Linked DNA regions of Mus musculus: region 2 is linked to region 1. The links are chromatin contacts, called in public HiChIP or PLAC-seq maps. All regions are on one chromosome and are shown on one strand. Each heading gives the region's core, a stretch centred on a gene start, on an enhancer-like site or on the middle of the called end of the contact. The rest is flanking DNA. Distances are from core to core; before and after follow the strand shown.

Region 1 (2,769 bases), core at 166-2,665:
GCAAAGGAGAATGTCACCACCATTGGGGAAGCATGTCACCACCATTAGGGAAACATTTCACCATCATTAGGGAGGCTAGCTTGTCGATCGTTGAGATCCTAAACCAACCCATTCCCACAGTGGGATGAAGGTGTGCCGGGCACAACAACAGCATTGGCTCCGGGTGAGGGCACTGAAGGCTGTGCACCCACCCAGTCCTTCATCATCTCTCTGACCTCAGATGGTAAAGACTGATGCAGGAGGACTGCCCCAGACCCCACGAGAGGACAGGACAACTTTGTATGATTATTCCCTATCACATTGTTACCAACCCTGCTTGCAAGAGCTTTCTGCCTTCCAGAAGACTCCCCAGCTGCCAAAGAGGGAGCCCCTCCCTCCCCCACAAGCACATAGCTCACAACTTCCCCACGGCACATTGCTTTCAACATTAGATGGCCACAACACTAACTGACAGAGACCCTGCATAACCTGGCAATATGTAGGATCCTGGACATGCCCACTGTGTCTTCCTGTATGTGGTGTGTGTGTGTGTGTGTGTGTGTGTGTGTGTGTAAGGGTATCCAAAGAAGACAGAAGGGAGCACTGGATCATGCTGAAGCTGGAGTTACAGGTGACTGAGTAGATCAAAGTGGGTGTTGCAACCTATCTTGGATCCCCTGCGCCAGTAGTTAGTACTCTTAACTTCTGAGCTCTTTTTCCAGGTCCTGTACACATACATCTTTAAAATCATTTCCTGGTTGCTATGGCAATCTTTGCAGGCCTAGTGCTGCTCCCAGCTGTTTTTTGGCCGTGGGGTGGGGTGGATTTCTGTCAGCAATTCTTATGTGGCTGCTGACCGACTAAGAGCTCATCAGCTGTGGGCTGTCTGTGGCTTCTTTGGCCCTACGGCTTTGGCTTGCTGCCGGTAAGAAGGCTGTCTGAAAACTAGAATAAGGGATGCGGTAGTAGGGGAGACTCATCTGCCCCCAACACTCTCAAAACACACACACACACACACACACACACACACACACAGACTGTCCATCTACAGCACTGCTTTCTCATTCCTAGTAAGCAATATTCCAGTTTGTTTCTACGCAGAACTTGTGTACTCCAGGTCAAATCATACCGTATCTGATCGCTTCTACGTTGATTTTTTTTTTTTTTTTTAAGTTGGAGACTAAGGGACTTTACCTTTAGAGGTAAACACAGGAAAGGTAGGATCTTCTAAAAGATTAATTAAGCCACTGAAGTATGCATGGCTGGAACAGAGCGGGCGTTTGGAGAACTTCCACTTGATGTCCTATATAGTGCATATGTAGTGTGAGGGTTTCTTGGAGCCGGTAACAGGAGAGACCTGAATCTCCCAGACAGGAAAGGTTAAGCACAGAGTGTGGGGCGGCTTCCTGGTCTAGGCCCCGCCCACCAGCAGCCCGGAGAGCCGGAAGTCGGAGAGCCGAGCTTACAGTGGTGGACGCTAGGACCTGGGAGTGCGGGTCACCGGGGGGCGGGGACGCTCACGTGAGGACGCCGCCTTGGGGTAAGTGTGCAGGGTGGGCGAGGGGCGGACTGGGAGCGCAGGACCGGGAGGAGGCCGCGACCCTGCCGCCCACCGGCTGGAGGCGAGTGAGGGCTCCCGGGCGGGACGGGCCCGGACGGACCGGGAAGGCGATGTAGGGATCCGGCCTGCCGCTCCTCCCACACCCTGCAGCTCCGGCTGCAGAGAAGAGGCCCCGTGGCTTCCTGAAGATTAGGGGGAGCAGGGCGTGGGAGGACAACTTGCACGGTGCGGGTGGGTTGTGCTGAGCACTTTCGAAATTACGAATTACACTGGTGACACGCACATATGGGGGGGGGGGGTTGGTGATCTGGGTTAAGCACCGATCACTTAGAAACATTTCACTTATGCTAAACAACAAGCACGGTCTCTGTCAACATAGATACTTGACAGGCATGTGTGTGTGTAAGAATGTATAAGAGAGGAATGTTTATGTATTCATGGCATGCATGACAAGTGAAAAATAAACAGAAACGATTGGAGGCCAAGGTAGAACTGTAGTCATTTGCTGGAGGGAGGAATTATTTTTGTCTCAGAACAAAACTCACGACTTACAGTAAATTACGTTTACTTCTGAGCTATTTATTATTTCCCCCCACAAGTAGAGTGGCCTTCAATCCATTTTAGATGGTTTGGAAAATTCCCCTTGTGGGCAGGACCGAAAACAGGCATCTACCCACTCCTTACAGGGCCCCAAATGACAACCCAAAGTACAAGTCCATCAAAGGGGTTCCTTGGGGGAACCCCTGAGTTTACTGGGTTTACTTGCAGAATGCGGGGTTCCCAGAGCAGCAGAATCACCAGAAAATCCCCCTGCATAGATGATGAGTCCCCCTTACTAGTATGGACACTGAGGTTACTAGGTGTTGTGCACTTAGGGCAGAATTATTGTATATAACGGGCAGAAGGTGCAGAGGGGAGGGGCAGAACATGACCCACACCATGAAAGGATGTCAGTAGTCCACAGGCCTATCTTGAACTTCACTTTGGAAGTGACACTTGTCCCAGTGGAGATGGTTAGTGCTCAGAGTGTCCTGCACGGTGACACTCCAGACTTTTCCAGTGAGAGCCATCAACGTCTTTGCAATAGCGATGCCTAGTTCCAGAGTTTATTGTGAACATGAGCAACGATGCTGTATGAAGCTGGGGCTCAGGGCAGAATCTCTTGTCTTTCTCTTCACATCAGGACCCCCTGAGTAAACACAGGGCAGGGTATCAAGCAAGATGTCTGT
Region 2 (2,769 bases), core at 183-2,682, 250 kb after region 1:
GACTGGGAAGTAGGGGATGTTGGCACAACCGAATGCTTGCCAACCTGGTGAAGTGTGCTTCTTGTTCTCCACGTGAGTGGACACCTGCGATACTGAACTCCTCCGGACCTGATAAATGTTGCCGTCGACAGGGTTCCGCGGTGGGAACTGCAGCAAAACACCAATCCAAGATTGGGGTTGGAAAATGTTGTTAGTTGCTTATTGAACCTCGGGGACGCCGTTTGGCCATGTTTCCCACGCTACTTATCACTCCCCCTGGGCTTCGAAGGGGCCATGGTTCTGCACAGCAGCTTTTAAAAACACACGTCGTGGCTCTTGCATTCAGGCTGCCTCTGATGGAGAATGTTCACGCCTAGTGAACCAGCTGTGGTTTACCAGTCCGCACTGCGCACACGGCACTGCGCACACGGCACTGCGCACACGGCACTGCGCACACGGCACTGCGCACACGGCACTGCGCACACGGCACTGCGCACACGGCACTGCGCACACGGCACTGCGCACACGGCACTGCGCACACGGCACTGCGCACACGGCACTGCGCACACGGCACTGCGCACGTTCCCTTTCCTGACTTCAGGCTGATGGAGACGCAGAGCTGATTCTGACATGAGCACTCCCCAACTAGCCCATCCTGCACGCCGTATGCGGTGGAAACTTAGATGTCTGCCCTACTTTTAAGAGAAACCACAGAAGGCGAGGGGGAAATAAACATTCAGACACACTGATGGGTGGTTCCGGCTGGGTAACTTTACATTATTTTTCACCCCCACGGTAACATTTTCCATGACTGTTTAGAAAACCAGATGTGTTTACATCTCTTCCTTTCTCCAAAGCATTTGGGTGCTCTCCTGGGAAAGGCTTCACCACATGGTCTTCATATTGACAGGTTTCTGTCTAAGTATTGATTGGAGCCAGAGACACTTCCGACTGATGACAATACCTCTTTTCAAATCAATAAAATGCCTACGTTTAAAGCTTTATTCATAGCTTGTACCATTCCAGTCTCTAACTAGATCACTGCTGGAAAACTTATTCCATGACCTCAAATCTCCCTGGGGATTCTGGCACGCTGACGCACTTCCTGGTGAGTGTGAGGAGAGGTTCCTTTGAAAGTTATTATCTCCATCCTGACTCACAGGCTCGAGGGAGAAGGAAGGTGGGTGGGGTACAGACAACTGTTCGGATTTGTGTATGAAGAAGAGAAAGCGCTGAGAGGAACCCCAGATATCCTCTTAACCTGCACTCCAAAGACCACCGTTTTCACATTGGAATCTGCACCAAATTGCTAGCGACAGCCAACTCCCACTTGACCCACACAACTCTGGGCAGAGAGGACAGGTGAGAAAGAAACAGCAGCTACAGCACATGGCAGGAGTAAACCACAATGCCTGTGGCTGGAAGGCTGGGCTATGCCCAGTGCCAAAACCTGCACCCTTACCCCTGCAAGCAGGCAGCCAGGGTGAGGAATCCAGGCTTCCTGTCAGAACTCTCTGAGAAGCCAAGGAGGGTCAGAAAGTACTCAGAGATCTCTCAGGATTTCAAGTCTCCAAATACAGACACTACTTTGTTTTAGGAACGTTAAATAAATAGATAGATAGATAGATAGATAGATAGATAGATAGATAGATAGATAGATAGATAAAATAATGTTTATGTGGGGTTGTGGGAGGAGTTGGCCTTTGGAGTTTCTGTTTGTGGTCCTCGGTGACACTAACCATTTAGTAATATTTAATCTACACTCCTCTTAACACACTCTGTAATTTGTCCAAAGTGTCACCATGTAAATACATGTTGTGTGCTTCAAGTGGTCAGAGAGATGTGAAATACTTTGTGCATGATGGGAATTTAAACAAATACTTCTTTATTTTTCCTTATAAAATATGTTACCAATGCAGTGCTGTTGGCAATGACTACTCAGTTAAACACCAACCAGAAAGCCCTTCAAGGTTGTTACCTCTCTATGATTAAAAACAATTATTCTCTCTTCTTAGAGGTCTGCCTATTGAATTTCTTCATTCTGAGACCAATTTTCTGGGTCCAAGGAGGCAGGTATTCAATAGACCTGATCTAACTACGGTCCTAAGCTATGGGCTAACCAGATGAATAGACGAGCTAACATGGGAGTGAAAGAAAGGCATGTCAGGACATCTGGTGACATTCCAATTCTTTCCCCAGTACCAAAAGGTCACCAGAGGCAGCTGAGGACTTTTGTGCACCCAGGAACATCAGCATTTGGAATAAGATGAGAGTCTCCCTCCTGGGTGTACAGAATGCTGGCCTGAGAGCTAGGCACCTACCTGTTTGTTAAGTGGTCCCCCGTCTGAACTCTGTAGCCGTGATCCGTGTTCGCTGATCTGTACCAGGGAGTGTGGGGCATGCTCTCCCATGGGAAGGCTACAGCCTTGGTCAGCATCCTCCTGGTCTATCCCATCTGTCTGGTGAACCCCCTGGACTCCAAGCTCAGCAAGCCCAGGCACATTCTCTGGATGTTCGCTCTGAAAACCAGGAGGCATAATGATCTTAACTTCGACTATACTCTTTGGTTCTACAGACCAACTATTCAAATATGACGGAGTCTCCTTATGAGTAGCCAAGACTAGTTAGTCTTAAACACCTGGTCTCACACAAGCCTCACACTAGAACTACGCGTGGCCTGCTGGGGTAACTGCTCACTTTGGAAGTGATGAAGTCCTTCTCTGTCTTTTCCACTAAGAGGCCCATTCCACTCCCTGCATTTCTTTCATTTAAGCAGTCTAGGAAGGGTGC

Evidence for each region. HiChIP or PLAC-seq counts read pairs in DNA pulled down with a chosen protein or histone mark.
Region 2: a contact with region 1 is called in a FOXA1 HiChIP or PLAC-seq map of pancreatic cancer cells. The contact joins the enhancer-like site here to the promoter of Washc1 in region 1. A contact is called at or near these places in 2 of 39 promoter capture datasets (embryonic stem cells and hippocampal neurons), 2 of 115 datasets of contacts at active chromatin or transcription factors (embryonic stem cells and pancreatic cancer cells) and 2 of 9 other capture datasets (adipose tissue and embryonic stem cells).

What each region holds. Positions count from the first base shown.
Region 1 is chr17:66,110,131-66,112,899 of GRCm38.p6, forward strand. Washc1 (WASH complex subunit 1) reads left to right here and starts at 1,416. Exons shown (of 11, transcript NM_026833.1): 1 at 1,416-1,519.
Region 2 is chr17:66,364,044-66,366,812 of GRCm38.p6, forward strand. It overlaps Mtcl1 (microtubule crosslinking factor 1), which reads right to left. Exons shown (of 14, transcript NM_172963.4): 8 at 2,301-2,498. Among named protein-coding and RNA genes, the nearest start is that of Mtcl1, 84 kb to the right of the region's middle. Within about 2 kb of position 1,433, at least 81 of the 459 cell types and tissues checked have an H3K27ac peak or open chromatin away from gene starts, as enhancers often do. A contact at or near this core is called in adipose tissue, embryonic stem cells and pancreatic cancer cells, where this site is marked.